Regions from separate parts of the Mus musculus genome. Here all the other regions are linked to region 4. A link is a contact called in public HiChIP or PLAC-seq and promoter capture Hi-C data. All regions are on one chromosome and are shown on one strand. The core of a region is the stretch at or near the end of the contact, and the rest is flanking DNA. Distances in the headings are between cores, read along the strand shown.

Region 1 (3,911 bases), core at 502-3,001, 1.1 Mb before region 4:
GCTGGAATAACTTTTTTCTAAACTTTTCCTCTTTTACAGGTAAACCTGACGAGGTTAGGGGTGAGGCTTTACCCAATACGCATTAAACACATTATTTTTAACACCCCCCACCCCCGGAAAAGCTGTCTCAACACGTGCGACAAAAAGTCACAGTGGTCAGTAAGACAGTTTTACAAATAACGTTTTAAAGTTTGGTGTGTGTGTGCTGCTCTGCCGCCAGAGACTTGGGGGTGTGGATGTCCCCAATCAGAGGTTGGCGACACCTATCCTAAAGAAGCTAGAAATCACTCTCCACTTGGAGGGTGGTCTGAGAGTTGCGCCACTGATCCAGAGAAGGGTCTGTCCCAAGCACAGCTGGACGTCCTACGCCAGTGGCAGGTGACTTGTCATCTCGGAGAAGGGTGCTGAGTGATGATGGTCAGGACAGAGCAGCTGGGTGGGCAGTTCACGCCCCCCAACGTGGTCAGGGTGTGTGGGTGGTTTCATCAAGAGAGTGACAGTGAATGGCAGCCACGTGAGAGTCACAGCTGGGCAGTTCGGCCACCCCAGACTGACGGGGTCACGAGGGGGGGATGGGGGCTGCACTTGACACAAAAGAGCCCGGGGCAGAGATGACGAGGGTGGGGCCGGGGGCATCTGGCTCCCCAGACATTCTCCTGTCTCTCTTCAAATCTGAGGTGACCCGAGACCTCGGCGGCCAGCTAGGGGGGAGTGGACGGTATGTCCAAGTCTTACTCCAGGAAGTGGTCTGCGTGGAGTGTGGCCACCACCTGCCTCTGGTCATCAGCCGCTACAAACATTCGCACGCCCCCTCCCACGCGTGCCACCGCACACCCCTAAGTTGGCGGGCACCGAAGTCCCTGCAGGTGGAGGGGCTGGTCCGCGGGCCACTGTCCCACCTCTGCTTGCCCAAGTCCCCAGCGGAGGGCGTCGGGTGGCAGTCAGCTCCACACCCCGAACCCACTCGGCTTCAGTCCGACCCCACCGGGGCCCGGCCCAAGGGGCGCTCACGCGGCCGCCCCTCCCCCACGCGCCCCTCCCCCCACGCCGCCGTCCGGTCGCCGGGGTCTCCGCGGTCCCTCGCTCGGCCTGGGAGGGGGGCCCTGGCTTCGCTACGGCCGTTTCCTGCCTACCCCCTCCCCGCCGAGGGTGAAAAAAATAAATCTCCTCCCCCGAAAGCCGCGACCAAGTGGCCCGGTCCGCGCGCGCAGCTCGCTCCCTGCGCTCTCCAGCCCGGGCGCGGCGGCGGCGGCGGCGGCGGCGGTGGCGGCGGCCGCGGTAGCGGCGGAGGAGGGGTGCGGCGGGGGAGGGGAGGAGGCCTGGCCCCAAGGCCGCCGCCGCCCGGACTGCCGGGCCCGTCTAGACCCGCCAGGCGCCCGGGACTCTCCTCGGCTCGGCCGAACCGTAGGTGCCGGGCCCCGCGGCTCCGCTCGGGCCCCGGGGAGTCGGACGGACGCTTACCTGGTGGCGGGGGCGGCGGCAGCGGCGGCGGCGGCGGCGGGAAGAGGTGGCAGCTGGGGGGGCTGTGGCGGTCGCGGCTCCGGTCGTGGCCCGGCCCGCGCCCGAGTACTCCCTCTTCGTCCTCCTCCTCATCGTCCTCGTCGGCCGCCTCCACCTCCTCCTCCTCCTCGTCGCCCTCTTCTTCCTCCTCTTCTTCCTCCTCCGACACCACCATCTCCTCCTCCTCCTCCTCCTCGTCCCTCAGAGGGGAAGCCATCCTGTGGCTCTGGCCCCCCCACCACCCCCCCACCCACCGCCCGCCCGCCTCCCCCACCGCTACCACCACCACCTCCTCCTCCTCCTCCTCCTCCTCCTCCTCCTCCTCGGCGGCGGCGTCCTCCTCCTCCTCCTCCTCACCGCCTCCCCCAGCCCCCCAAACCCCCGGGCCACCCCCCTCCAGAACACCCACCCCCGGGGCCGGCGTCTGAGGAGGGGGGCCGCACCACCCCCAAAAATGTTCTTGGAAAAATTTAAGGACTTTTTCCCCCTTCTGTCTTTCCTCCCAAGAGAACAAGAAAGGGAGATCGTTTAAAAAAAAAAAATTATATATATGTATATAAAAGTTTTCGACTTCTCTCTACCCCCCTCGGTTGCTTTAAATATATTTAAATTCTGAGGGGGGCGCTCAGAAATATTTCTCAGAGCTGAGGCACTAAGATGGCCGCCTTGAAATTATTTTTAAAACAACCCCCCCTCCAGCACTGCCACCCCCCTCTATAAAGAAAGAGAGAGGGGGGTAAAATCCCCTTTTAAAACAAAATGGCTGGCTTAATATTTCATTTTTCATACACCCCCATTCTCCCTGTTACATCCAATCTCCAAGCTTCTACTCAGAAACCCACAAATTTCTCCCTTTTTTCATAACTGATTAGTGCACAGATTAATACATTTTCCTTGTGTATTGAGAGAGAGAGAGAGAGAGAGAGAGAGAGAGAGTGTGTGTGTGTGTGTGTGTGTGTGTGTGTGTTGGGGGGCATGAAGGATTTCTGCATAAAACAAAAATGGCTGCTGTGACTTAACTCCCCCCCTTATAAAAATATTTGGGGGGGTATTAATCAGTACTCATGCTCAGTCTGACATCAGCATAAATTGTTAAAGGTTAACTAGTTAGATACTAGTCCAACTAGATTGAATTTTTCTTTTCTTTACTAGTCTTCTTCCTCCCCCCACCTCCCTTCTCTAAAGAAAAGCTTTTTTTTTTTTTTTCTGAATACTTCAGAAGGGAGTGGTTTGATGTGAAGGTTTTTTTTTTTTTTCCTTCAGGCATTGAAAAGGAAAAAGATGAAATATATGTTTATATATAACTCTCTACATACCTCATTGAAGTCAAAATGCATTTAATTGTGTACGTAGCTTTTAAATGAGAAATGGTACTGGCTTTTTTTTTTTTTCTCCTTAAAAAAAAAGTGACAGAAATCCTAGTGACTTTGGGGGGAGAGATATGAATAGATGATTGAGTTTTTTTTCCAAGGAGTCCATGTTTGATTCTCTCCTTTGCCCAGCCCTCAGTGTTCTGTGAATGTTGTCAATTTTATCTCTACTCTTTCCCTTCCTCTCCTCCAGTGGCTTGCTTGTAAAATCGTCTGACTTGAGAAATTAATTTGGTGGTGACTAGGTCAGATTTTTAGGAGAAAGAGGAGAGGGTCGGATCTGAAGATTGTGAAATTCTTTTCTCCTGTGTCATCGAACGCCTCTTCCTCCATGACCTTCGACACTGATAAAGTAGAAGAAACTGAGGCACGGGGAGAGGAAAGCAACTGAGAAGAGAGGAACGAGGTAGGGCGAACACTCAGGCCTTTTCACTGAACCGGCTGACCTGTCCTTTCAGACTGGATCCCAGTGTTTATCTTAAAGTTGTAGCAGGGATCAGATGAGCAGCTGAGCTGGAGCCCAGAAGTAAGTTTTTCCTACAGAGAATTGACAGAGCCGGCTCTACTGGAATAAAACTTGCCAAGAAGCCAAGCAAGAAGGGCAGATAGCCTGGCTCCACCTTCTTTTTTGTTCTTGGCTCTTTTCTTCCCTCCAGTTTCCTCCCATTCTTTTGATCTGTCTTTGTTGCTCCCCATCCATGGCCTGGGGAAACCATTTCTCCACTGCCCCCTGAGGCTCCCAGCATTCATGGGGACCCTGAGGGGAAGGTGGGCAACAGCCAGGGAAGGACTTGTAACAAAGGAATAGTCTCCAGAATATTGTTTACAATGCTAAGATGTTTCTTCTTGATGGTCCAGTCCCCCACCCCACCCCCACTACACTTTAGTTGGTTAAGCATTGGTTTCTGTCTGTCTGTCTTTCTTTTTAACTGTGGAATTATCTTGCCTATGCACCCATATTATTTGGTTCTGTCCTCTCTCGATTTCACTGCCAGTCTGGATGGGTACCCCCTCTTTCTATGTGTGGGCTCCTCTGTAAGT
Region 2 (4,118 bases), core at 165-2,664, 1.4 Mb before region 4:
GCTAATGGTTGCTCCTGGAAGCTGGAGGCAGCCCAGAGCGAATTCTGCACCCAGTACGCCCTCCCCTGCTCTTTCACCTCCCCCAGACAGCTGGGAACTCACACCTCAGATGACAGAACTTGTCCTGGGGCTTCTGCTGGGAGGGGGTTGGGCACTGCAGCACAGGAGGCCCTGGGAAGCCCGGGAGTGGGAGGAGGAGGAAAGCCAGACCCTGCCTGTCTCTGAGAATAAGGCTCTCTCAGGGATGTAATGAGTACTCCCACATCAGTAGGTCCTCCCCTAAAATGCCTCCTTCACCCTGGAGGCTTACTAAATAGACAGCTGCTCCCCGGTTCTTTCTCTCCCTAGATGCAGGATGGGAGTGTGTACAGCTGCCTTGGCTGTTTAGTGTACTTAAAATGGAGCAATCAGGAATGGACCAGGCCTAAGAGAATATCCTATTGTGTTATCTAGATCAAGCCATTTGACAAATATTGAGTGTCTCCATACATGATATGCTTAGTGTTTAAGGTGCAGGGAGAGGCAGCTGGTTCTGTCAAGGTCACGTGTGTGGGATTAGTCCACATGTAAAGTTGTGCCTATAACCAAAGTACTTCAGGTGCCACCCTTGTCTACTGTCTCTTTTCAGCCCAGGCTCTATGCTAGAGTCAAAGCTGAGGGGGGCAGTTGACCCCAGACGGGATCCAGCCTGTGGTATCACCAGACAGTCTGGGCCCTTCCTGGAGTCTCTAGCTTGTCTAATCTTTTTGGGGCCTGCTTGGGCTTTACCTGCCAAGTAGTACACCTGGTGAGAACTTCATCTGTAAGGATGGGCAGTTTCTCTCTCTCTCTCTCTCTCTCTCTCTCTCTCTCTCTCTCTCTCTCTCTCTGTGTGTGTGTGTGTGTGTGTGTGTGTGTGTGTGTGTATGCTTCTGTTACTCCTTTTGCCCTGACCCAGCTAGGAAATCAGAAGCCTCAGTCCTCCCTTGAGACATTCACTTGCAGGGTGATGGGTGAGATTAGTCCTCACGATTCCCCTCCACTCCAGCGTCAGAATTCCAGTTATCAGTATTGCTCTGGCGCCTGCCTTGGTCGCTTCTCATTTTTTCACCCTCAACCCATAGACCAGGTGTTGGGACCAGGTCGTAGGATGAGACGTTGGGCTATATGGCATAAGGACCGGTGTATCCTCTTCAAAGATAAGGGAGGATGTATTGGGGGGTGGGGCTGTATGGATTTCGGTTGTGGGTGCCAAAAGAGGCAGGTGCCTTGGGGGCGGCAGTGGGTTGGCGAGCTGGCCCCACAGCCAGACCCAACTAGGCGACCCCCGGCCCTGCAGCGCCCCGCCCCCGCGGTCCGCTTGCGACGTGTCGCCTGCCGCGCCCCGCCCACGCCGCAGTACCCGGATGCGGGTGACGTGCGGCCGCCATCTTCCAGTCCCGGGTAGCCAGCGCCAGTCGGAGCCAGCGCGAGCCGCCGCCGCCGCCGTCGCCGTCACTGCCTCTGCCAAGTCCACTGCCCGCTACCCCCGCCATGTAAGTCAGCCGCCTGCCACTCGCCACCCGCGGATGTTCTGCCCCTTGCGGGCCGCCACCCCAAGGAGTGGACCGGGAAACACGGGGGTCCCGCCGCGGGCCAGGCTGGTGCCCATGACTGCGGGCGGATGCCGGGAACCGGGTCCCTGGCGGTCTGGCACGGGCGATGGCTGCCGGAGGGAGCAGACCCAGCGTCCACCCTCCGCCCCGCCCCTGTCACTATGGCCGTCAGTCATTTCGGGTCGACCCCGGGCAGCATCTACGAGGTCGCCCTCATTTAACCAGAGGGGAAATTGAGGCATGAGGAGGGTCTCTCAAGGTCACGCAGCTCAACCTTAGAGTGACTGTCTCCCATCGGGTGGCCTTCTCGCGCAAGAGAGGACTGGAGGGACTGTGGATGGACAGGTGGATGGGTGGAGCCCCGGCCGTAGGGCCAGAGGCTTCAGGCCTCGAGTCTTAATCCGTTTCTCTTCCTTAGGTCGGCTACCGCTGCCACCGTCCCGCCTGCCGCCCCGGCCGGCGAGGGTGGCCCCCCTGCACCTCCTCCAAACCTTACTAGTAACAGGAGACTGCAGCAGACCCAGGCCCAGGTGGATGAGGTGAGTGTGTGTGTGTGTCTGTGTCTGTGTCTATGTCTATGTATGTCAAAGATGCAAGATGATGGGCTGGCAAATAGGTGTGGGAGCCCATCTTGGGTTGAAGGTAAAGACAGTTTATGCTTGTGGGTTTGGTCGGAGACCTGCCTCATCCCCTTTCTGTCTCCCTGTTAGCATGCACTTGGAAGGGCTGCAGGATGAATCAGTTGAGCTAGCCTGGGGTGTGCCAGCTGGGGCAGGTGTGCTCTGGTGATAGGCGGATCCAGGCCCTATAGATAGAGGGTGTTGCTGAGACATCTGAGCGCTATGGTAGCGGCATGACCCTGATGTGTGCTCCTTGCATGTCCCCTAGGTGTGCTAGGCATGTTCTGTGTATGTCCTTGGCATGTTAGCCTGGAAACATCGGGGTGCATGTTCCACTTGTGCCACGATGGGCACATGTTCAAGAAGTGCCCTCCTTGAGGCATGCCTTGGCACACCCCCCTGCCTCGTGGACCCCTCCCTCAGGTGGTGGACATCATGAGGGTGAATGTGGACAAGGTCCTGGAGCGGGACCAGAAGTTGTCGGAGCTGGATGACCGTGCAGATGCCCTCCAGGCAGGGGCCTCCCAGTTTGAAACAAGTGCAGCCAAGCTCAAGCGCAAATACTGGTGGAAAAACCTCAAGGTAAAGGGGAGGAGATGGGGACAGGTTGGGAGGGGCAGTGGGGAAGTAGGGTGTCACTGTGTCATTCACCTCCCTCTCACTCTTAGATGATGATCATCTTGGGAGTGATCTGCGCCATCATCCTCATCATCATCATCGGTGAGTGGGGCCAGAGGCCAGGGCCCCTCCCCTGGGGAGGTAGAGGCTTTCCCTGGGGAGCCTGGGCTTTGAAGGTCACTAACCTAGTTTTTACTCTGCAACCAAAACACACTTTGCTGCTATTGGCAGTTCTGACTCATTTAGAGCCCAAAACTTGAGTGTTGTATAGCCCTGCTTTCCCTGGTTATGGGTCAATCCGGTTAAGATTTTGGGACTAGGAATACCGGGTGGGGTCCTGGTGTTCGTCTAGGAACCCTTTGAGCCTAAAAGCTCCATCTGGGGATTCTAAAACGGGAGTAGGAGACAGGAAAGGGTGAGGTCTCGAACACCAACCACCAGGATACCACTTACTCCACTGTTTGAAAGCTACCGTCACATACCCAGTGCATTAAAGGTTTTATGCCCCTTTGTCCAGCCGTGGAGTTTAAGGGACCTCAATACCCACTTGCCAAGTCCCTTTGAAGAAACTGAGGCTGAGAGGGAAGGGATGTCAGCCAGTGGGGGAGTGGGGAGGCTTGGAACAGGGCCAGGCCTGACACACTGCTTTCTTTCTCTTTCTCCCCCTCTCCTCGTCCTCCTTTCTCCCCCTCTCCCTCGTCCTCCTCTTGCCCTCTCTCCACAGTTTACTTCAGCACTTAAATCCCTGAGGAGTCTGCCCTGCCTAAGAAGGGCCTCTCCCCCACCCCCAGCCGTTCCTCCACCTCTCAGCCATATCTTTCAGCCCCCTCCCTTGGATCCGTGTGTGTGTGTGTGTCCGTGTGTGTGCCCCCTGTAAATAGCCAGCTGTTATTTATACATATATAATATTATATATATTTGGTCTGTTTGTAGTTTTATTACTAGAAGATTTTTTCCGGTTGTCCTTAACACCCCTTCCTGAGGTTCCCATCACCTCTCTCTCACCCTCTGTCCCTTTTCCTCTTTCCTGATCAGCCCCAAGTCCCTTCATTTGCATCTGCTATGCAATAGCCCCTCTCCTCCTTCCCTTGGATTTAACCGATCTTTCCCTTATCTTCCCTGTACAATCCCAGGCCCTCCCAAAACAAAAGCAAACCCCACAGAAACAAACAGAACACCCCACCTGTCTAGGCTTCCCTAGGCTGCATCTTTGTATCCCTTGGGAGGCTCTGAGACTGGTTCCACTTGGTCCTAAGAATCCCAAGATTTTCTGGGAGCTTCCAACATGTTGATTAGCATATCATTT
Region 3 (3,868 bases), core at 431-2,930, 1.9 Mb after region 4:
TGTGCTTGGCTGGTGTTCTATTTCCATACCATATCCCCAAACCCAAGCTAGCAGAGCTCTTAATTGTACCATCTCCACTTCTCTCTCAGACAAAACATTGCTAGGCGCAATGATTCCACCATCTATTCAACGATTTTAGCTTTTAGCCTGGTGTCCTTTCTAGCAAATCATCTCCTTTGGCCCAGGTCATCGCCTACGTTGACATTTGCCATAGGTTAGCCAAGGCCTTACTCCAGCATAATTCACTGCCTCGGTACTCACAGCCACGGGCTGTGGCTGCTCTCAGCTAACAGTTGACCTTTTAAAACTGTAAATCAGATGTAAATCCTCCCTGCACTCTCTGAAGAAATTCTGAACCCTTGAGCCTGGCCCTGGGTTCTATATAACCTTGCTCCTGGCACCTGAGTCCTCCTCCTCACCTTACTGACCTCATTCCCGTAAGAGATGAGTGGCCTCTGTAGAAGAAATGTCCTTGGCCTGCTCTTAGATTTTTGCCCTGGGGACAATAGAGCCCATCTTGTCCCTCAGCTGTCAGCTCACATGTCAGTCTTGTCATGGTCTCTTAAATAGAATCTTAGAATCTATAGAATTTTCCCTTTAATTTTTTTTTTGGTTTTGTTTTTGTGTGTGTGTGTGGTTTTGGGTTTTTTGGTTTTTTTTGTTTTGTTTTGTTTTGGTTTGGTTTGGTTTTTCGAGACAGGGTTTCTCTGTGTAGCCCTGGCTGCCCTGGAACTCACTTTGTAGACCAGGCTGGCCTTGAACTCAGAAATCCACCTGCCTCTGCCTCCCAAGTGCTGGGATCAAAGGTGTGCACCACCATGCCCGGCTTCCCTTTAATTTTTTTTTTTTAAGAAAATGTTGTTTATTTTATTTTATTTTTTTTTTTGTTTTTTGTTTTTTTTTTTTTTTTGGTTTTTCGAGACAGGGTTTCTCTGTATAGTCTTGGCTGTCCTGGAACTCACTTTGTAGACCAGGCTGGCCTCAAACTCAGAAATCCGCCTGTCTCTGCCTCCCAAGTGCTGGGATTAAAGGCGTGTGCCACCACCTCCCGGCTGTTTATTTTTATGAATACACTGTATCTGTCTTCAGACACACCAGAAGAGTGGATTGGATCCCATTACAGATGGTTGTGAGCCACCATGTGGTTGCTGGGAACTGAACTCAGGACCTCTGGAAGAGTAGTCAGAGCTCTTAACCGATGAGCCATCTCTCCAGCCCCTCCCTTTAATTTTTAACAGGCGATGTTTTCACGTTTTTTAACATTTAAAAGGCTCCCTCTGCTCCCTACATTCCTTATTTTCCTCATAACTATCATTTAAAATGTATTTGTCTACTCGTTCATCAACCATCTCTTCCCACTAGAAAGGAAGTCCACAGAAGCCGCGGCTTTGTTCGGATGCACACAATAAAAGCGGAATAATAGCGGATGTCTCGGACTAGATCGCGAGCAGACCCGGGTCTGGGAAGAGATCATACTACGGCTTTTTCGTGGATTTGTTTGCACCTCCGGTCGTCAGGAACTCCTCCAGGTTAAAGGAAGAGATCGAAGCATCAGTTTCTGAGCACACGCGCGTGTGAGAACACTCTGCTCCACCCACAGCCACAAGGGAAAGGCAAGGCCGTACGGAAGCCACTTCCAACCTGCTAGGCCCCGCCCTCACTCGGACGTCCCAGTGCGCAGGCGCCGAGACCTGACCTGGAAGTGACTGTCTTCTGAGCCCACGTGTTTGGCTCAGCATGGCGGAGATGAAGAGCCCCACGAAAGCTGAGCCTGCGACTCCCGCAGAAGCGGCGCAAAGCGACCGCCACAGCCTGCTGGAGCACAGCCGCGAGTTCTTGGACTTCTTCTGGGACATTGCGAAACCGGATCAGGAAACGCGGCTCCGGGCCACGGAGAAGTTGTTGGAGTACTTGCGCACAAGGCCCAATGTATGATGGAGGGGCCCAGGCCCATCGTGGCTCTGGATGCAAGGGGGAGGGGTGGGCCCTTCAGATCACTGTTGAACACGAGGGATGTTCTTGGTTCCGTAGGATTCGGAGATGAAATATGCCCTGAAGCGCCTAATCACTGGGCTTGGGGTGGGCCGAGAAGCCGCTAGGCCCTGCTACAGCCTGGCGCTGGCACAGGTGAGACTGTGTGTCTGGCAAGGGCACGATCTCGCTGGGCAAAGGTGGCGTCTAAGGGTAGGGGGCACCGAAGCTGCGGGGTAAGAAGAAATCCGAGATGCTTCAGAGGGGATACAGGCATCCTTACTTGGGTGGGAGGAAGTGCCAAAACATGGCCTATGTACAGCAAAGTCCAGGCAGGTGGAAGAGTTGAACACGTTTTCTTTCTGATACACGTTTATCAGCTACAGAGTATTAGCTACAGTTACTGGAAGTAGTGAACTTTGAGGTTGATTTCTGCAAGGTTGGGGAGCCGCCTCCAGGTTAGGAAGGCAACTGATGACAGACCACGTAGAAATTTGTACAGCAAAAAGCAATGAAGACTAACCAGCCTCAAGGCAACTCAGAACAGGATCTTTGGATGGGATGGGTTTTCCCAAGAGGTACAGAAGCAGCCTAGGCCTTCTGAAGCCTTGATGGAGGTGGGGCTTAGCCATGTAAGATGTGGTCCCTTGAAAGCAGTAGCGCTTGTGAGGGATGGGAGGAGCACGGAGATTATATTGGGGAAAGCTGAAGGAGGGAAATGGACTTGGTCTGGTTTGTTGTCCCTGGGCCACTCCTGAGCTCTTTCTGGTCTTGCCTGGTAGCTGTTGCAGTCTTTTGAAGACATCCCATTGTGTGACATCCTGGATCAGATACAAGAAAAATACAGCCTACAAGCCATGAACAAGGTGCGTGAGATTCCCAGACAGACAACCTGCTCCTGAACAGCTATGGGGAGGGACCCTCTTCACCTGTGTTTTCAATCTTTTTCTAGGCAATGATGAGACCTAGTCTCTTTGCAAACCTTTTTGGAGTGCTAGCCCTCTTTCAGTCAGGCCGCCTAGTGAAGGTAAGAGCTTTTGGCACGGGGCGCAGGGACTGGTTTAGGGCTGGAGGGGAACAGATGGTAACAGACCCTGCTCTTCACCTTTTGCTCTCTGTGGATACCAGGACAAAGAGGCCCTGATGAAGTCCGTGCAATTGCTGAAGATCCTGTCCCAACACCCCAACCACTTACAGGGACAGCCAATAAAGGCTCTGGTGGACATCCTCTCTGAGGTAGAGAATCACAAGTCATGCCGTCTGATTTGGGAAACGTTGAAAAGATTTGGGTAGGAACATGATGAGGACAGATGGTTTGACCATGCAACTGGTATGAGGAGGTTGTTTGTTTGTTTGTTATTCCTCTCTCACCAACTATCTTAAATCTGCCTTGTCTTTCAGGGTCTCAGCACATGTCCACTCAGTTAGGCAGTTCAGATACTCCATAACCCTCTCTGGTGGCCTTTGTGTGGCTAGTGTGGGTCTGGAACAGTGCTTGTCAATGCCTGAGTATGTAGAAGGCAATCTGAGTACATTTGCCATAGTTGGTTTGGTCAAGCCTGGGTCTGTTTGTATCTAGAGTCATTTGCCACTGTCTTGTCCCTGATTTGTCCTTTTGGCACAAATGGAGACAGACCAGAATTTAAGTTGCAGCTCCCCACATAGGGCTCTGTGTATATGACACCGGCTAGCCCTCTTACAAAACAAAAAGAGGTATAGTTTTGAATATAGACCCCAGGCCAGTTAGTCATCAATACAGTGCTGGGGTCTGCTGCTTGGCAAGTTGACTGACTAGTGGTGTATCCGAAGCCCATGGGTAGAACAAGACCCACCCTTTCCACCTGTGCCCCCACTCCAGGTCCCAGAGTCCATGTTCCAGGAGATCCTGCCAAAGGTC
Region 4 (3,757 bases), core at 858-3,357:
TGGTGAGATGGCTCAGTGGGTAAGAGCACCCGACTGCTCTTCCGAAGGTCCAGAGTTCAAATCCCAGCAACCACATGGTGGCTCACAACCATCTGTAACAAGATCTGACGCCCTCTTCTGGAGTGTCTGAAGACAGCTACAGTGTACTTACATATAATAAATAAATAAATCTTTAAAAAAAAAAATAAAAAATAAATAAAAAATAAAAAGGGGAAGGGAAAGGGGGGGGGTCGATGATGTCTACAACCCAGCACTAGAGGTGCTTCCCTGGCCCCCTTAAAAAGTCAGAAAGCCATGGATCCAGTCTTCAACGTACAGAGTGCCTGTTGTCACCAAAGCTCACATTCCAGTGAGGAAGCCAGAAGGTTCTCCTCTCTCCCCAGTGAAGCTTGAGCTGTGCACACACAGACACACAGACACACAGACACACAGACACACACACACACACACAGTACTGGGGACTGCACCTAGAGTCTTGCACATTCCAGGAAGACACTACCACTGAACTATATCCCTAACCCATTTTATACTTTAAAAAAAATTTTTTAAACGATTTTTAATGTTGTTCACAGAACAAGGCTTGATTTGATTTTTATTATTTTAAAAAGCTTAATGTTTACTTCGTTTTCTGACTCTGTATTTGTGCTGTCAACACTTACACACTGGTTTTCTGCTCCTCAATAAGGAAAGAATGCCAGATCCTGTCATGGGCATATTTAGCACAGGTGGGGTCACCCATTGTTGTTGTTGTTTTAGGCAGGTTCCCTAGGACTTTAGTTCTCAGAGCACAAACTCCTCAAAGTCTGCCTGGGCACGCACCATGTGTGGATTTGGGTGCTTTTCTAAGTTTCTTGGAATAAAGATTAACAGGGGTTCTGGATAGCCATTTCTTGTTAGAGTCTGTATTACAGGGAAACCTACAATGGTATGTCAGATGCTGGGCCTAAACATTATCACTAGAGTTGGAGTGTCCCTTTTTATAAAGCATGTTAAGACAGAGTCTAGATAAGTTATCCAGGCTGGCCTTGAACTTTTGATATTCCTATCTCAGCCTCCCAAATACCTAAGGTTACATGAAGACCTGAGCTACTGTGCCCAGCTATGAAAATACTTTTGTATTCTGGGGGTCTAGTGTAGGGCCTGCCATAGGAAAGTAATGACTGATTTAATGAATGAAACGCTAAAGTGAAGCTCAAAAAATTAAATTATAATGTCCAAGAATCACTGATGGAAGGCCCCAGACTCAAATAGTGTGCAAAGGCAAAGAGCGTCTATTCTGCAGAAATTACCAGCATGCAGGGGTCACAACAAAATGGCAATGACTTGAGGGGCTTGCAAGACATCCTTTTAGGCAGGTCTAGGGGAATTTCCCAGAAGGACTAGGTAACCTCTAATATGATTGGTAAGGGTCAAAGCAGTAACATTAGTACCATTTTCATTAGGTGCTAGGTTAGTTCTATTATAATTGGTGAGACCCTGAAGATTTTTGGAAGCCAGCTCAGTTCTGGCTTTGTTATCTTCTTCAGCCAGGAGTCTCACAAGCAGACTCAGCTACAGCCTTATCCTCCCTAACTCAGGCCATCATTGGCTAAAGGTTCTTTGTCAGTGGCTCCTTCAGAGAAGCCCAGTAAGCTTCCTGGGGAATTGAAATTTTTATTCCCAAGGTTTCCAGACCTCTCGGCAAGAATGTAAAAAAAAAAAAAAGAGAGAGAGAGAGCCTAAAGCCCCATCCTCGAGCCTTAACAAGTAAGACGTATTGGGCAACTGTGGTCAGCTTTCCACTTGGAATGCTTTCACATGCGTTATCAATTGATCCTCACATGAGATTTACAAAGGCCCATTATCTGCAGCTTACAGTGGATTCGTGTCCAGATTTAAGGAGAACCCACAAGACGCTGCCTCTTACGACAAGCTAGCCCCACAGGTAAAGGCAATGCAGAGACAGGTCACATATTATGTCCCCCAAATCGTCATTATGTCTCTCACCCTAGGATCTGACCTCTAGGGCAAAGGACACAAGGGAGGGGTCCTTAATAGATTAATTATTAACTCTCTGCACCTCTGGACACCACGGGAAGGGAAAGGCCACCAACTAGCTAGGTGAGGTGCACCAGCGATGGTCATGGGGGTCTCACTGTCCCCAGCCCTGGGACGCTGGTTCCGCCATGCAATTCCCTTCGCTATCTTAACGCTGTTACTTCTTTACATCAGTATATGGTTCTTCTATGAGTGGCCCTTCCCCTTACCAGCTCAGAGAACCCAGCAGTCCGGCCTGCGGGGACTCAAACTCCCTTCTCCTTCTCCAGTCCTCGGCTCCCTGCTTAGTTTCCCGGCAGGGGTGCAGTCCTGCAATCCAGAGAGACCGCTACCTTCCCAGGTATGTTTGAGTTTTAAGGCCAGAGTCTGGGGACTCTGCAACAAAGAAACAGGGGAACCAGACTGAGAATCGAATGAAAGGAGGCTCCTCCCTCTCTGTTCCCTCCCCCCTTCAGATGTCAAGAATAACCAGGAGGAACCCCAGCTAAACCTGAGGGACATTCTTCAGGGCCCAACAGTGGCTAAGTAGGCCTAGCAGGCTAGGAACTTTTCATGTATCTCTTATATCTATCTCCCAGACTGGCCCAGCGGCCAGACCCCTAGTGGTCCCAGAGAAGGAAGAGCTTCCCTGTCTAGGGCCTCATGGGGCGCTGGGTCGCATGGTGAGCCCCTTCCTGGCCTGTATGAGCCCTGAAGGGGATGTGGCGTTGTCTCAGTATCTGGCAGGATGGAGAGAACTACTTAGGTGAGTGGTCTCCCTTCCCCAAGCCCATCTTCCTCCAAATGATTCTGTGGTTTCGCAAGTCATCTCCCCACTTCCACCACCAAACAGGTTCCTAACTCCCCTTGGCACTGTCTTCGCCTTTGCCACCAGCGAGGCCTTCAACAAGGTGACCGACCTCGAGGCTCGTGTGCACGGCCCCAATGCTTCACACTACACATCGCTGATGACTATGATCACATGGGAGCGGGGAGCAGGATTGCTACAGCGCCCGGGAACCGAACCTGGGCATTCAGCCGGGTCCTCGGGCTCTCGAACGCTACTTTTGTTGCATCGCGCGCTGCGCTGGTCCCAGCTCTGCCTCCACAGGGTGGCGACAGGGACGCTTGGAGGTCCAGATGCGGGCACGCAGTGCGGGGAAGCCTACAGCACCGCCCTGGCCCCGCACCATCCATGGCTTATCCGTCAGGCCGCTCGCCTGGCGATCTTGGCCCTCCCGAGTCGCGGTCGCCTGCTCCAGCTGGCGTGTCCCGGAACAGGAGAGGCGGACGCGCGGGTTGCTCTGGCCCGGGCCGCCGGCGTCCTGGAGGATGTGTACAATCGTACCCAGGGCCTGCTGGCCGGCCACGGCCTGCTCCAGCTGGCTTGATGGCCGCGGCATCAAGAGACCGACCAGAAAGGCATTTCTGGGAAGGGATGTACATACTCAGGGTTACCGGCGGCCTGAGAGTAGCTAGCGGTCCTCTTTAGTGAAGTCACCACAGTTAAGGCCCACCCCCAGCAGGGCAGTCTCAGTGATGTGTGAGATCCTCTCATCTTCAGCCTCTGGAAGCTGGAAGAAGCAATGAAGAATAAAGAATGCTTTAGTAGCTGTCGACATCCGGCGTTATGTATGATAACTGGAGAGCTAGCTTAAGGGCTGGGGGAGGGTGTGGGAAGACCTGTTATCCCTGCTCTTTGCATCTGAAGGACTCATATTCCCCTGAGCTCATTTCAGCT

The links. Promoter capture Hi-C pulls out the DNA fragments that hold promoters and counts their contacts. HiChIP or PLAC-seq counts read pairs in DNA pulled down with a chosen protein or histone mark.
Region 1: a contact with region 4 is called in a promoter capture Hi-C map of liver, with 4 times the contacts expected there. The contact joins the promoter of Chd3 here to the promoter of Gltpd2 in region 4. A contact is called at or near these places in 2 of 39 promoter capture datasets (both in liver).
Region 2: a promoter capture Hi-C map of liver shows a contact between it and region 4, with 4 times the contacts expected there. The contact joins the promoter of Vamp2 here to the promoter of Gltpd2 in region 4. A contact is called at or near these places in 1 of 39 promoter capture datasets (liver) and 1 of 9 other capture datasets (pancreatic islet).
Region 3: an H3K27ac HiChIP or PLAC-seq map of embryonic stem cells shows a contact between it and region 4, with 6 times the contacts expected there. The contact joins the promoter of Mybbp1a here to the promoter of Gltpd2 in region 4. A contact is called at or near these places in 1 of 39 promoter capture datasets (embryonic stem cells) and 1 of 115 datasets of contacts at active chromatin or transcription factors (embryonic stem cells).

Annotation. Positions count from the first base shown.
Region 1 is chr11:69,367,675-69,371,585 of GRCm38.p6, forward strand. Chd3 (chromodomain helicase DNA binding protein 3) reads right to left here and starts at 1,752. Exons shown (of 40, transcript NM_146019.4): 1 at 1,462-1,752. The coding sequence starts at 1,717. Gm32483 (a long non-coding RNA gene) reads left to right here and starts at 1,316. Exons shown (of 2, transcript XR_003949707.1): 1 at 1,316-1,404; 2 at 3,064-3,911.
Region 2 is chr11:69,087,114-69,091,231 of GRCm38.p6, forward strand. It overlaps Vamp2 (vesicle-associated membrane protein 2), which reads left to right and starts at 1,415. Exons shown (of 5, transcript NM_009497.3): 1 at 1,415-1,514; 2 at 1,993-2,113; 3 at 2,618-2,776; 4 at 2,863-2,914; 5 at 3,537-4,118. The coding sequence starts at 1,513. The coding sequence ends at 3,553.
Region 3 is chr11:72,439,647-72,443,514 of GRCm38.p6, forward strand. Mybbp1a (MYB binding protein (P160) 1a) reads left to right here and starts at 1,681. Exons shown (of 26, transcript NM_016776.3): 1 at 1,681-1,929; 2 at 2,032-2,127; 3 at 2,754-2,837; 4 at 2,924-2,998; 5 at 3,100-3,207; 6 at 3,830-3,868. The coding sequence starts at 1,738.
Region 4 is chr11:70,517,102-70,520,858 of GRCm38.p6, forward strand. It overlaps Gltpd2 (glycolipid transfer protein domain containing 2), which reads left to right and starts at 2,108. Exons shown (of 3, transcript NM_146020.1): 1 at 2,108-2,377; 2 at 2,616-2,782; 3 at 2,870-3,635. The coding sequence starts at 2,117. The coding sequence ends at 3,407.